Linked DNA regions of Zea mays: region 2 is linked to region 1. Evidence: chromatin contacts called from public Hi-C data. All regions are on one chromosome and are shown on one strand. The core of a region is the stretch at or near the end of the contact, and the rest is flanking DNA. Distances in the headings are between cores, read along the strand shown. Region 1 holds the start of LOC100283316 (gamma-secretase subunit APH-1B). Region 2 holds the start of LOC100281176 (VHS and GAT domain protein).

Region 1 (7,746 bases), core at 2,728-5,227:
GAGCTTCTTCGCCTTTTACTTAGGCGGTATAAGCTCTGCATTCCCTTAGGAACGTCTTTGGAGCTTCTTCGCCTTTTACTTAGGCGGTATAAGCTCTGCATTCCCTTAGGAACGTCTTTGGAGCAAAAAACTTACACTGCGCTCCCTTTGGAACGGCTTTTTGTAACTTCAGCAACTTACTCTGCGTTCCTTAGAACGACTTTTTGTTACTTCGAAGGATTTTTAATAATTCGAAGGTCCTCCGCAAACTTTCAAGCTTCAGCAACTTAAGCCTTCGGAGAAAATAGATTTCCCTTATGACCAACCACAAAACCATTACATGAAAATCGAAATGTTCTTTATTATACAGAAAATAGAACTAAATGGAAAAGACTGCTATCAAGGTAGGATACTTGTCAATAAATGTGCTTTAACTCCGGCACGGTGCTGTTGACTGTACGAGCTTCGGACTGCTCTCTGAAATCCCTTTGGTGTGGAGCATATTGGCTCCCTTCTGGCTGTTGGCCTTGTTGCAGCGGTGGTGGAGGTGGAGGTTGTTGCCAGGAAGCTTGAGGTTGACTTGCCGAAGCAACAGAAACTGCAGGGTGGTTACCTACGTATTCTGGGATGTAAGGCACATGGTACGAAGCAGTATGCATGACCTGCTTCGGCTGAGCTTGTTGTGCTGCAGCTTCGGCTATCTCCTTTTGCTTTTGGATGGTAACATGGCACATCCTGGTGGTATGGCCCTTGTTTTCACCGCAAAACAAGCAAAATATTCTCCTTGGTTGATCTCCAAATCTTCCGCCAAAGCCCCTGGCGCCTCTTCCTCTTGGAGCTGGTGGCCGAAAGAAGCTTTGTTGTTGCCCCGAAGCCTGTGAGGAGGGCTGCGGCCTGTGCTGCTGACTCCCCTTATCATCACTTTGAGTAGAGTTATGGATGGACCTGACATGCCTCGGATAGAATCTTCCTCCGAAGCCCCTGGTCATCTCAGAAAATCTGAAAGCCTCCTCCCTTCTTTGGCGAAAATCATTGTCGGCACGAATGTACTCGTCCATCTTTTGGAGCAGCTTCTCCAGAGTCTGAGGAGGCTTCCTAGCAAAATATTGAGCTGCAGGTCCAGGACGAAGCCCCTTGATCATGGCCTCGATGACAATTTCATTGGGCACCGTTGGTGCCTGCGCCCTCAAACGCAAGAACCTTCTGACATACGCCTGAAGGTATTCTTCATGATCCTGAGTGCACTGGAACAAGGCTTGAGCAGTGACCGGCTTCGTCTGAAAACCTTGAAAGCTGGTTAACAACATATCCTTCAGCTTCTGCCATGAAGTGATTGTTCCTGGTCGAAGGGAGGAATACCAGGTCTGAGCAACACTCTTGACAGCCATAACAAAAGATTTTGCCATGACTTCAGCATTGCCACCATACGAAGACACTGTTGCTTCGTAACTCATCAAGAACTGCTTCGGGTCTGAATGGTCGTTGAATACAGGGAGCTGAGGCGGCTTGTAGGACGGGGGCCAAGGTGTAGCCTGCAGCTCAGCGGACAGAGGAGAAGCATCATCAAAAACAAAATTCCCATGATGGAAATTGTCATACCAATCATCTTCGTTGGGAAAACCCTCCTGATGAAGGTCTTGATGCTGAGGCCTTCGGTGTTGCTCGTCCTGAGCAAGATGACGAACTTCTTCAGAGGCTTCGTCTATCTGCCTCTGCAGTTCAGCTACCCTGGCCATCTTTTCCTTCTTGCGTTGAACCTGCTGCTGAAGGATTTCCAGATTTTGAATCTCCTGATCTAGATCATCCTCCGGAGGTGTTGGACTGGTAGCCTTCCTCTTCTGGCTTCGTGCCTCTCTAAGAGAAAGGACGTCTTGATTGGGGTCCAGCGGCTGTAGCGTGCCAGCCCCTGGTGCTGAAGCCTTCTTCGACGGCATGACGAAGGTGATGCTTGCCGAAGATGTTGAAAAGCTCAAGAAATGGAAGTGAGTTCACCGGAGGTGGGCGCCAATGTTGGGGACTTGTTCTCAAGCACTTCAAGAGTTAAGAACAAGGCAACATAGAAAATGTTAATCGTTAATGTCCTTCGTCCTCCGAAGCATTATTTCCCTTAGGATGTAATGACTTGCGGACGAAGGTTATGAAGGACATACCTTCATAAACTCATCAGACAATGACGAAGGTGATAAAATATAAATAATATAAAAGAAAACATGAACAATCATTTATTATTGAGCATAAATAAAAATATTATTGAATCACAAGTGTACCTTCAATCGGAAGGAAATAACAATACAAGTGTGACGCAAAAAGCGAATGCCAAGTCAGCGTGAACAGTACATGGATGCTGTTCACCTATTTATAGGCACGGGACACAGCCCTTACAAAATTACATTCATGCCCTTTACATTTGATAATAATTCTATAGTAGTCTACCGAGGTCTGAATAGCCTTTTCATCTTTAAGTCGGTTCCACTCTTTGCTGTCACGCCGAAGCTTTCCTGCTCACACCTTCGGCTCTGTATCAACCTTCGTATTAATCCGGTTTACAGCAACGCCGACTTGTCCGAGGATTCCTGCTCACACATTGTACTCCAGAAATACTGTTAAATCCTATTTTTGAGGACCTTCGGATGCCGAAGGTCCCCAACATGCCCCCATTTAAACTTGTACTTATTGCAGTTACGAAATCCCCTCGGACTGGTGGAGTCACGAAGTTGTCTCAACTGTTCCTGGACGTCTCGGGTGTTATCTCTCATTGATTCTTGATCCGATCTTTCCAACAAGTGCTTTCTTGCATTAAACAACCTTGAGAGCTGAAAGATATGCCCTCTTAAACATGCAATTATTTCATTTACGAAATCCTCTCGGTTGCAACAGCTTTTATTGTCTTTTGACTTCTCCACTCCAAGATGGTTCACCTCCCAAAAACATAAGAATAATATAGTGATAACAAGTATTTAGTACCTCATTTAGAAGATAATTAGTTTCAACAGCAAGGAACGAGTTCACCTGATAACTAAGTTCACGTGCACTAGCACAAGTCATTGCTTAGTCATAACTTATGAAGGGTTGTCGTTGTGGTTGTATAAATGGCAGCGACATCCTCATCACGTTGTCCTACTCCAGCTGCCTAGGAGGACACGCACTGACACCACCGCGGAGAGAGGGCTGGCGAGCGCAGTAGAAGAGCCACGTGACCACGCCACAACAGAAGAGAGAGGTGGGTCAGCGTCGCCACCTAGTCCGCGCTCCATCTGTACCCTCTCCAACCCAATCTAGGCCAAGGCGTCTACTATCTAGCGCCTTATCGACACCTTGCGCCCCAAAGACGATGCTCTAGTCAAAGATGGACGCCTTATGTCGACAAGTAAAGCGACCACGGCGCCTTGCCCTGTACCCTCGCCTTACTACAAAAGCGACGCTTTAGCGATGCCTTAATAGATATGCTCGCTAGTCAAAGATAAAAATGTAAGTGACCCTCTAGAGTGCAAACATAGAAAAATTGTTGAAGATTAAAAATATATGAAATTGTTTTTTATATAAATGACTTTTTAAATAATAATTTAGAAACGAAATTTTGAAAGACTATCAAGAATGAGGCCCTATTTAGGAGTGAAGTATTTTACGGTTTCTATGTAATATCATAGTTCGTATTTTATGTCATAAGGTGTTAATTGTGTTCCTGAAATGTATATTTTTAAAATCACAGTATTCTAAATATCATAATATTTTTGAAGTACTGAAAACTCTAATGCAATCTAAATTAGCCTTGGCTAGCTTTTACTTAATACTATAATTTATAATGTTGTATCCAAATATCTCAACCATGGTATTGCCAAACAGGCCCTTTGAAATGCCGAAAGAGAGCCGTTCCCTGTTGCCGAAAGCCCGAAACTAGGGCCTGTTTGGTTCGTGGCTAACTGCGCCACACTTTGCCTAAGGTTAGGCGTTCGAATTGAAGAACTAACCTTAGGCAGAAAAGTTAGACAAAGTGTGGCAAGTTAGGCAGTGAACCAAACAAGCCCCTAGTCTTCCCTCCTGCTGGCGGCGTGCGGAGGGCCGGAGGCCGGGTCGACAAGAGGAGATGACGTTGGCGGCGGGGCTGGGTTACGCCCTGATCGCGCTGGGCCCCGCCTTCTCCCTCTTCTCCGGCGTCGTCGTCAGGAAGCCCTTCCTCGTCCTCACCCTCCTCTCTAGGTCTACCCCTTGCGTCGCCCGTTTCGTGCTTCTTTAGCCACGTTTTGATCAGATCGTCCGTTGCCCTCTAATAAAAGCGAACATTCAGTTAATCGATTGGCGTAAGAGGCAGGTGGCGTTTGTTTGAGGCGTTCCAGGGTGTGGTTTCGTGAGGCAAACGCGGATTATTGGTTTACTCGCAGTTGTGCTAGGGTTCAGTAGTTTCTTCCGGATCGATACGGATGCTGCTAGTTGGATTCAGTTCACATGGCGTATTGGCTTGTTCTGTGTAGTTTTTGAGTTGTCAATTTATCTCATCTGTTTGCAAAATCTGTAATCTGGTTTAGAATGAATGTGTGGATCTCAGAGACTCAGACCTGTAGAACTTGCACTGATATGCTACTGATACTCTCCTTAGGTAGTTGGTAAACCGAAGCTTGCTGACAATTTACTCTATGTCTATTGTCTTGGCAACTTACTCTATGTAGCTGTGCACCAATGTATTGAAGTTGACTTTTAATTCAGTCCCACAATGGCTCTTTTCTTTATTTTTGATTTGTACATTTATTTTTATGAGTATCAACATAAGCATTGAATGCTGTTTAATGTATAAGGGGCATATCATGTGCAATCAGATGTATTGGTGCAATCATGCTAAATATTTCTTGACACCCCTCCCCCCTCTTCCTTTCCAACTGACAATTCATTGCTAGAAAGATGCAAGACAATTGGTGATTCGTCATGAAAATGTAAATTGGCATTTCAAATACCTAAGATCAAAGACTGAGAAAGAACTGGTGTCATCAATTATTTCGTTGGAAGTCAACAAGAAGGATATGAGCTACAGAAAAAAAAGTTCAGAACCTGACTGAAAGATGCATGTGTTTGTGTGACTTCGTGCAACAAACCTGTTTCAGAGCATTTTTCTGATACATTGCTATCTCATATAACTATGACTATGAGTAGTATCCTGACATTACACCTCTGGCCTCTGCAAGTACTGAATCTTTGTGTTCTCCAATAGAATGCACTGTTAGAAATTACTCCAGAGATATTTGCAATTGAATTTAGTGGATGCATCTATTATACGGAACATATAACCTGGGGTAGGAGAAACTTCTCGAATTATAAGGCTTAAGCTGTCATACTTTGGGGTGTGTTTGGTTTTGGGATGAGAGGGATGAAATGGATCCACTCTATTTTTTTGGGATAGGATGATTCTATCTCGGTGTTTGGTTGGGAGGTCGGGGGCGTCCTTTCTCTGTGTTTGGTTGGAGGGATGGAATGAAGGGGATAACATCATGTCTGTACACGGTTAGACATCTGTTAGGTGGCGTTCATCTGCCATCCTCTCTCTGCTGCTGCTTCTTCCTTCAATGCAGTTCAAATGCACCATGGCCGAGCTCACACTAGGCTCCGCCCGCGCCATGTGGCTTCCCTCATTGGGGCTGCCTGTGTAACCGTTGGGGCCGCTAGCGCTGCCGTCAGGGCTGCCCACGCCACCGCCATGGCCACCTGCGCCGCCGCTGGGGCTGAGCTCGCTCGTGATGCTGGTGTCGAGCTTGCCCACCCTTGCCGGGGCCATGTCTTCCCGGACTGAGCTCACCCGCGCCTTGCCCTTGCCATCTGCGCTGCGTCCGCTGTCCGCCTGCGTCGGAGCCGAGCTCGCTGTGCTCTCTCCATTCTCCTCTGATGCCAAACACAAATAAAACACTGTCTGGGGGGGGGGGGGGGTGGGTGGGATGGCTGCATACCTCAGTTTTTGGGGATGGATGTATCCCTGAATCTAGAGGAATATTTTTCTCTGGGGACGACTCCAGCCTTGATGTCCCGCTCCAGAACCAAACACTACCTTATTAATCAGTACTCACTAGTCATAAATAACTGATGTAACTTTTCTCCATTCATTTTTAATGCTTGAATCTTTACATTTGGTAATTTTGAGTGCTATGCTGTTCTCCTGTGATGACCCTTATCAAGGGAGTGGTACACGCAGTCAGGGTTGGTTTGGAAACTTTTATAGTCTTGCCAGTTAAGTTTGGTCTCAATCAACAGAGGTTCAAACTTCCAAATGAATCTGCTTAGTTATTTTGTTCGCAGGACAAAAAAGAATGGATTAGTTTGAAAGAACATATAAGTCAACTTAATCCATGTTAGAGTGAACAGTTTACAGACCTGCAAATGGAAACTAGAAACCATTATTCTCTCTATCCATGTTGGCTTCAGACCTTGATGGTAGTACAGTGAGTTCCCGGTACCCAGCATCACTGCCCTATGTTCTTTAGTGCCTTAAACACTGAAGTATCTTCTAACGTTCTCCTATGAATTTCAAAATGGAAGGATATATTATCATATTTAAATGTTAACCTTGGCTTTTATCTTTTTGTGCAGCACCTTATTTTGGCTTATAAGTTTGATAGTCCTCTCGGGAATATGGAGAGGATTTCTTCCTATAAAGTCAGGAGCTTGGTGGGCATATGTGATTCTGATCCTTACATCTGTCGCATTGCAAGAAGGCACTCGTCTTGTGTTTTGGATGCTTTACAAGTAGGTAAACCATAAACAGAAGCTGACATTTTCTTATCTGCTGTGGTAATTGAATATATGGGATCTGATAACAAATTTTCCAGGAAAATGGAAGAGATGCTAGATGCTTTTGCTGATAGAATATCTAAGCCACGTCTTAGATTGACTGACAAGATGCTGATTTCTTTAGGTAAGTTTTTGTTATTTTGATACAATATGAAAATATCTTTTCTTGTTTTTGTTTTCTAAGTTTTCATATTTTAATACAAGATGAAAATGTCTTTTGTAGTTCTGGTTCAAGACAAAATGGTTTTTTTCTTGGCAATTATAAATTATTATCTCTCAAGTGCTGCATTGTGTTTAATCCAGATTCTGAATTTAAATGAATGTATACATATTGCACTTGTATATGTGCCAAATTGTGCCCCAATTTTATAGAAGGGATACACATAGCAATTTTTTTCATGGAAAGAATTGCTTGTCATGTTATTTGTTATCTACTAGGACTTTTTCCTAATTTTCTGGGGACTGATTCCAACAAGGACTATTAAATGCGCTAATAAATGCGTTGCCATATAAAATTTGTGTTCATAACAAAACAGACACAGTTTCTCAAATTGTGCATTGTTGATTTGAAACTAGGAAGTCTCCCAAACATAAACATGGTTTGCTAACTCAAATAAATACTTTAAATCTGATGATGTGCTTCTGTACTGAGTTTATGATTTTACTTATTGCTTGGTAGGAACAATTACTCTTCAATATTACTTTAGAATGTCACAACTATAACTGCTACATTTGCTCATATGTGTTTGAAAATGTTTGTGCAGCTGGTGGTTTAGGCCATGGAGTGGCTCATGCAGTCTTTTTCTGTCTCAGTCTTTTGACTCCAGCGTTTGGTCGAGCCACATTTTATACTGAAAGGTGCTCAAAGCTGCCATTTTTCCTTACGTCAGGCAAGTGTATTTTCCCACATTATTCCCTGATATGTCTCATTACCTTGGAAGGGAATAGGCATTAATTCTAACTGGAACAACGATTTGTAAATACACGTTTCTTCCTAGT
Region 2 (7,746 bases), core at 3,110-5,609, 270 kb after region 1:
AAGGGGAGTGAGAAGTAGCGGCACGTTGCACACATTGCTTAAAGAACCAAATAATTAGCTTGGGTTATTGACTTTTGAGGTTCATACTTTAGAGTATGATATAGGCATAAGCTGGTTCATTCGTGGTTAATTGTCCTTGATGAGAATTATATCATACTAGTATGATTCATTTTGTATTGATATATCTCTTTTGCTTCTGCGATGCTTATAATTACAAAGGAGATGCTGCCAAATTTTATTTTGCTTAGTGTTCGGTTGTTGGTAGTGAAGTCCAGTAGCATCTCAGTGTGTTTGGGGATCCCGAGGTGTTACAGGGCAGCCCCTAGTGCTATTGCCTTCTTCGGCGGCATGACGAAGGTGAATGTTTGCCGAAGGTGGTCGTTCGAGTTCATCGGAGGTGGGCGCCAATGTTGTTCACTTGTTCTCAAATGCTGTGAATCAAGAACAAGGCAACACAATCGTTAAAGGTCAAAGACCTTCATCCTCCGAAGCATTATCTCCTCTTGGATATAATGATCTTCAGACGAAGGTCATGAAGGACATGCCTTCATCATTTATAACGATAAGAGTACATAGAGATAGTATATAGCCCTTCAGTTCAATCACATATGTATTTGATGGTATACGCATGGATATTAATAGAATGTAATCTACGCATGAACATTAACGGAATATACATCACATTAATACCTTCGGCTTGTTCGAAGGTGCTGATGCGAGAGCGATTACAATTCAGCGTGAACAGTATGGTGGTACTGTTCACCTATTTATAGGCACGAGACGCAGCCCGGGAAAAGTACATTTATAACCTTAACATTTACTCATTACTGTAACATAAATCATTAGGGACTAACTAGTCTTTTCCTCTTCAGCTAGGTTCCATGTTTGATCTTCGACATTGCTTTAAGCCGAAGTTGTTTCCCTTTGGCTATAACTTCGGTCGTTCATTGTCGTCGCTTTGGGGCTATGCCTTTGTCTTGAAGTCCTTGGTGAAGGAGAACACTCCCTTCATGACCCGAAGCTCCCTGTGATAATCATCATTATACTGAAAGTACATTGTTAGTCATATTTTTTAGGACCTTCGAAAGAGTAAGGCCCCCAACAATAACCCTTTAAGTTGTTAATAACTTCATTACCTCCCGTTACTCATAAAGGAAAGAGCCAACTCCAGATATAGCTTTGCATAATCCTTGTGTCTTTTACTTTCTTATTTTCTGGTTTTGGATGGGCCAGTCTAGTGAAGTACATTCCAGTACTCAGGGTGCTATTCCCAATGATTGTTGCAGATGGCCAGATGTTCTGCGGGTATTGCGAGCATTGTTTATACCCGGCTACAAGAGATAACTAGGCCAAGGGCAAGGCTTCTCCACTCTCCTCTCATGGTTTTGGTGGGTTGACATAACCAAAATGTTGGCACAGTATTTCGAAAACCCCACACGTGTTGTGGGTGCTAGTTGAATAAATGCTTCCGCTAAAACTAATCACCTCTGTGATTGCTACTTTGAGTTATTTGGGCATGTGTGCCATCTAAGTTGTAATAACACTATGCACTCTGACTTATTTTAAATTCTGTGGAATGTTGTAACACATGATGCAGCGAATGTCGGTTCATTACGATCTTGGTTGTGAAGGTAAAGTTTGAGATCCTTCGCGATTTCATTAGACACCTGGGTTTATATGGGTTCAAGTGTGGGGAAATCACTGGCGGACAGATGGTTTTCATACTTGATCTCTTATAAATCTAGTCGAGTCGCCGCACGTGCCTTTGCCGAAGGTCCTCAAACTGATGAGTTTTAGTTGTTTCCAAGTTTGTTTTAGGGTTAATAATGTAAGCTTTATCTAGGAGACCTTCGTGACCTAAAGAAAGAAGTAATAGCTTCATCATCAAGAAGGAGGTAATAACTTCATCATCAAGGCTTGGACGAAGTGCTCTAGAAGAACCGAATGTTGCCCTTGGCATCACGAAAGCAAAGGGGGTTGAGGATAATTGCACAACATGTTTTATGGAGGAAAATACAACAATCCCCCCATTAAATTCTGTAGATCACGTGTATAGAGCTTAATGATACAAATGTAATTTTTTAGAAGTTGTACATCGCCCTGTCCCTATAAAGGAGCACAATGTCCATGAGAGGGGGCCTTTGTTGTTCACTCTTTCGTCCGTGTCTAGAACGCTTAGCAACTGAAGCTTGGAATAATGCTTATATATCTCGAATGTATTGCTGTCATCATTTGTAATTAGGAGAAAAATAATAAGGGTGAAGAATATGCTTCATAACTTGTTTCTCTATATACTTTGCTTCATGTGACTTCAATGCCTTATTCAACCTTCTCCCCTTAAATCTTCCTCCCTTCATGGGAGGATACGGGGAGAAGGCTTCACCAATTTAATTGTGTTGCCATGTTTTGGTTTCTTACAAGAATCATAACAGGTGACCAAAACTCTCCTCCTTGAAGCCCTTGCCGATCTAGGCATGTGAGGGTCTAGACACCTCTGTGCTGCGCAGAGAAGAGTTTAGAGGCTGATGAAAACATCACCGCCAAGCCCCCAACTCGATTGGCAACACCATCAGTTAGCAAGAATGACTTGTCCTAGGGAGGATCTTCAACTCCTGTGAAGAAGAGAATCGAGAGATGTGCAAGGTACGACAACTTCGTAGTTACCATTTTAATTGAAGGTATATGAATGAACATGTTTTGAATGTTAATGCATTAGATTATGAACGGATCTGTCGGATGATTCGATTGGTCCCCCGCATCCGGTGACGCAATCTTCTCAAAGTGCCCCAGTCGAACCGGTGCCTCTTACTAGGGCTCTCGAGCCCCTAGAGACTAAGGATGTAAATGGTCGGTAAAATTCGGTAAATTTACAGTACCGTTTACCGGATTTTTCCGGTCGTTTTCAGATTTTTCGGGATATACGGAAAACGGGACGGAAACGGGATATGTTATTACGAAAATGGTACGATAAACGGTGAGACATATTTACCGTATGTTTTCAGATTTCTCGGGAAAATTCGGTATTTTCCTGTATTTCTTACCGTATTTTCTCGGTCCACAAAACAACCAAGGAGACAGGAACTATACCCGTTAGGGCTTAGGGTGTAGGGTTTCAGATGTCATAGAAGATATATCAAGTGATCCAGACGACATGCCACATGATTTCTAGTTTATGTATCGTGTGTTTAAGACTTATATACTATGTGGTTAAAACTTTAGTGAACATGTATGATCATTTATGTGTGGTCATGACTATGTATTGTGTATTTGTGTGGTTGAGACTTGTATGTGGATGTGAATGAACAATCGTGTTTTAAGACTTATGTATTTTGTGTTAAAATTTAAGAGTGTATGACCAATTATATGTAGACAAGATTGTGTTTTGTGTACTTTTGTGAATGAGACTTGTATGTGGATGTGAATGAACAATTGTGTGGTTAGGATTTGTTTATTGAGCTTTCCGATTACAGTTACCGTTTCCCGATCAATTCCGAGCTATTTTGCTCGGATTTATCCGTTTTTGATATACCGGAATTTACCGACCGTTATCCGTTTCTGACTTTCCCGTTTACCGATTTCGACTGAACAAAAAATTATGCGACTGAAAAGGTGAGAGGTTTTTTTTCGACCATTACCGGCCGTTTTCACCCATACTAGAGACTAGCCATCAAGAGCCGAGCCAACCAATGTTCCGGAGTGCACATCATCCAGTACTTTGTTTCGGTTACGGTACCTGGTGAACCAATGGTTGAGGATCTCACGGTATTGATCAAGCCTTCCAATGCGTTGGTCGAGTCCTTCATCCGCCAAAGCTCTACCTTAGCCCCTAAGATGCCAAAAGGTAAGTGGCCATTGTCTCAACTCGATCAATTTAAAATTCATGATGTTTCAATTTATCAAGCATTATTTGTCATTTAGACCCTATCATCGAAGAAGTTATTCTCGATGTCGGATTTTTGAAAGTCAACTATGTGAGTGAAGACTATACAACGAGACAAATTTATTAAGTCTGATTAATCTATAATTAGCAAACTTCTACCGTAGTATCACATGGATGAATCATAGACTAATTATGTTTAATAGATTCGTTTTACTGTTTAGTTCTTATGTGTCTAATTAGTTTTATAATTAGATGATATTTTAATACTCTAACTAGCATCGGAATACTAAAAATCAATGCCGGCTTCGGGTTGGCGGACACAATCCGCTCGAATTCCAATAATCCAGCAGAATTATATAATGGCGAGTTAGCCGAGTACATCATTGGTCCGGACTCAACTCAAGTGCCTCCCCGTGGCAGTTCAAAGAAAAACTAAAAAAAGAAACAAGAAAAAGACAGAGGCGGAGGAAAACCAACCCGAACAGACAGGGGCGATCAGAAAAGACAAGCAGCGTCGTCACAACACAATTCAGAAATCGTCAAGTCCTATCGTGCTCGCCGAAAGACCGCCGCCTCGAACGGCTCGACACGACGACCTTCGCTCTCTCCGCCACCGAATCCACCACAAAAACCACCATATCCACTTGTTGGCCGGCCGGTCAAGAAGACCAAGGACAAGGGAGAAACGAGGGGTTTAGTTGGGCGCGCGGGCGATCTCTTCAGTAAGGCGTTGTGTGGTGGTGGTGTTTGGACGGAGCGGAGATGTCGTCGGCGATGGTGGAGCGGGCAACCAGCGATATGCTCATCGGCCCGGACTGGGCGATGAACTTGGAGATCTGTGACATCCTCAACCGCGAACCCGGGTGAGGACGCACGCACAACTTTGCTTCTTTTTCTCCCCGTTTCATCTGCGTGTTTCCAGTGCTGGTATTACTGTTCTATTGCTGAATGATGGGGTTTTCTAAATTTTATTGAAAGCAGCCTCCGTTTCTATCAAATGGTGGGGGGAAACTACCTTGGGATGTTCATTTTGTGGTTTCTGGTTATTAGTATATGTCGTCACTTCGTCAGTTCATCTTGTTCTTTGAAGGGAAAAACTGGCTTGGGAGTGTTGGGTCCTGAATTATTCCACCAGTTATAAAATTTAGATGTCGAAGTGTGTTCTGCGATTAAAAACAAATTCTGGCCTAGAGCGTCTCCGACAGTTCCCAAAACATTCTCCTAAGGGAAATTTGGATCCATACCATTAAAAGATCACCACTTTGGATCCATACCATTACTATCTCACTTACATATAGGTCCACATGAGTCAATGACATGTGGGGTCCATGGTATATATCTAAAGTTTGGATCTTTTAATGGTATAGATCCAATTGTTCCTTCTCCTAATCATTCATATGATTTTTTTGTAAGATTGACAAAATACATCTCCAACAACTCTCAATTCCATCCCACGCGTGGGGAAAAAAAAATCCGTGGACTCGCGGTCGTGTGTATACCCCCCCACCCCCCCCCCCCCCCCCCCCCCCTGCCGCGAGATTTTCCGCAGGATCTGCGCGGCCGTGCCCCGAGCTGCGCGTCGCGATTTCCCCGCCACAGAGCGGCCCGGATGCCACACAGTGTTCTGCACCGTGCTGTTCCCCGGCAGCGCCACCGTCGCGTAGATGGTGTACGCGCCGCCCGAGTACTCCGCGGCCGGCCCAGTGGGCACGGCGACCCTGAGGGTGTTGTCGCCGTGCTCTCCAGGTAGGTCATCAGGACGGGCACCGCGCTGTTGCCGCCCTGGGAGTGCGAGGCGATGAACAGGCTCCTGCCGGCCATTGTGCTGGCGAGCTCGGTGTTGACGCCCCCCGCGACCCAGCCGCTGGTGGCCTGCGGCGCCCGGAACGCGTTCGCCGCGTGGTTCGTCCAGTACAGGCTGGCGCCGCGCACGGGGAGGTTAGTGCACCGCTGGAACAATCGCCCTGGCGGAGAACATGGCGGACGAGCAATTCTCTGCTGCTGCACCATGGCGGTGGACGCGAAGAGCACCAGCACGGCAACGAGAAGGAGCAGCGCCGACTGGCGACGAGAAGATGCTCTTACTACCATGAGTTCTGTTGCAGGACACACATGGTGAACTTGGTCATGGTTTTTGTATTGGGGCTAGTTCTTTATGAATTTCGTTTAGTGTTTGGTTCGTTGCCACAACCATAAACTGTAATATGCATATGCTTTATTCATCTCCGGTAAAATTTGCAGACGTGACATATTTGTGGATATTTCGTTTGGTTTTTTTCCTTGCCTTTGACTCTTAGGACTGGGATTCGTCATTTTTATGTTGGCTAAATAAGAATTGTTAATTTCAAGATCATGTATCTTTCATGCTAGTAAGAGTTGAGAATTTAAAGAAAGAGGGGAAGGAGCTCTGCTCATAGTTTTCAATTTCAGGACTGCTTCATAATTTTCTGGGTTTCTTTCTGCTGTCACTTAATGTCTGCTTTCAATTTTCCATCTTGTGAACTATTCTTTTCACTTTTGTGCCACGACTTGTGATGGAATCTCTGTTAATTAAAAAATTACTTTCCATTTGAAGTATAAAGAGAATATCTAATTGCTCTTGGAACTTGCTCTAATTATATTAAAATATATGAAAACAGCAACCTTCCATGAAACTAGATCTTTGTTCTAGAAAGGGTGGCAAGAACATTGTTGCATGCATTATTAAAAGAAAAAGAATTGACCCAGTTTTTCATGAAACTTGAACTGCATTGTTGTAATTCTGGTCGTTCTGCATTCCTGTATTGATGTGCCATGATCACCTTGTAGTAAACATTTTTCTATTGTCATATTCTTAGACAAGCAAAAGATGTGGTAAAGTCCCTCAAGAAACGCATTGCACACAAGAACCCAAAAGTCCAACTTCTTGCTCTCACGGTAAATGTGATTTTCAAATCCCTTGCTGCTACCTGGCTTCAATTCATAGACTATTTGTTGGTAGAAACTTTATGGATTCATTGATGGGTCCTTGTTAATGTGCTGGACCCTTCATGTTATCATGCTCCTTGAAAAATAAATTTCCCCCTGCATACAGTTAAGTTGTAAAATAACATAACTGTATTAGCTAAAACAGGAGAGGAATGAATCCCCTACTGCACTGTTTATATGATAAAGGAGAAAAGGTGAAGATTTGTACGGTCATTTGTGGACTTTAAAGGGGGGAAAGCACTGTTGTAGCCAAAATAAAATAAAGGATTGTCTCATTCTAACTATTGGCAATTGGAGTTTTCATTGGTTAATCCCCTGTTGCACTGCCCTTCCAATGGCCATTGGAAATGTTTCCATTTATCTACATGTACCATGTGACTCAAAAAAGGAAGATTAAAGAGATATGAGGATTTATATGATGCTGGTACTATCAGGATTCAGGGGCGAATAATAATCAGAACCTGGCAAGCTTTGCTTAGGACATAATATAATAGGAGACCTTGAACTGGTCTGGTGCAAGCCCTACTGGAAATTGCTGACCACATTTAAATAACCCTTTACTGAATTACAGCATTGTTCGACTTGTTTCAGTTGCTGGAGACGATGATAAAAAATTGTGGGGACGTTGTGCATATGGTTGTTGCTGAGAGAGACATACTTCATGAGATGGTCAAGATAGTAAAGAAAAGGGTATGTGCATACATTTTAAACCTTAATTTACTGATTGTCAATAGCAAATCCTTAATGCTTCTCTTTTGAAAATTTTAGCATGATTATCATGTTAAAGAGAAGATTCTCACGCTGATAGATACTTGGCAAGAAGTTTTTGGTGGTGCACGTGCAAGATATCCACAATATTATGCAGCATATGAGGAGCTCTTGGTATTTTTCTATAAATA

What was found. Hi-C and Micro-C count contacts between places; a contact is called where the count stands out from the background.
Region 2: a Hi-C map of leaf shows a contact between it and region 1, with 5 times the contacts expected there. The contact joins the promoter of LOC100281176 here to the promoter of LOC100283316 in region 1. A contact is called at or near these places in 2 of 25 Hi-C or Micro-C datasets (ear and leaf).

The regions. Positions count from the first base shown.
Region 1 is chr5:138,301,426-138,309,171 of Zm-B73-REFERENCE-NAM-5.0, forward strand. It overlaps LOC100283316 (gamma-secretase subunit APH-1B), which reads left to right and starts at 3,978. Exons shown (of 6, transcript NM_001364474.1): 1 at 3,978-4,176; 2 at 6,547-6,702; 3 at 6,786-6,871; 4 at 7,512-7,637. The coding sequence starts at 4,064.
Region 2 is chr5:138,567,804-138,575,549 of Zm-B73-REFERENCE-NAM-5.0, forward strand. LOC100281176 (VHS and GAT domain protein) reads left to right here and starts at 4,360. Exons shown (of 10, transcript NM_001154095.2): 1 at 4,360-4,743; 2 at 6,718-6,796; 3 at 7,439-7,537; 4 at 7,616-7,729. The coding sequence starts at 4,643.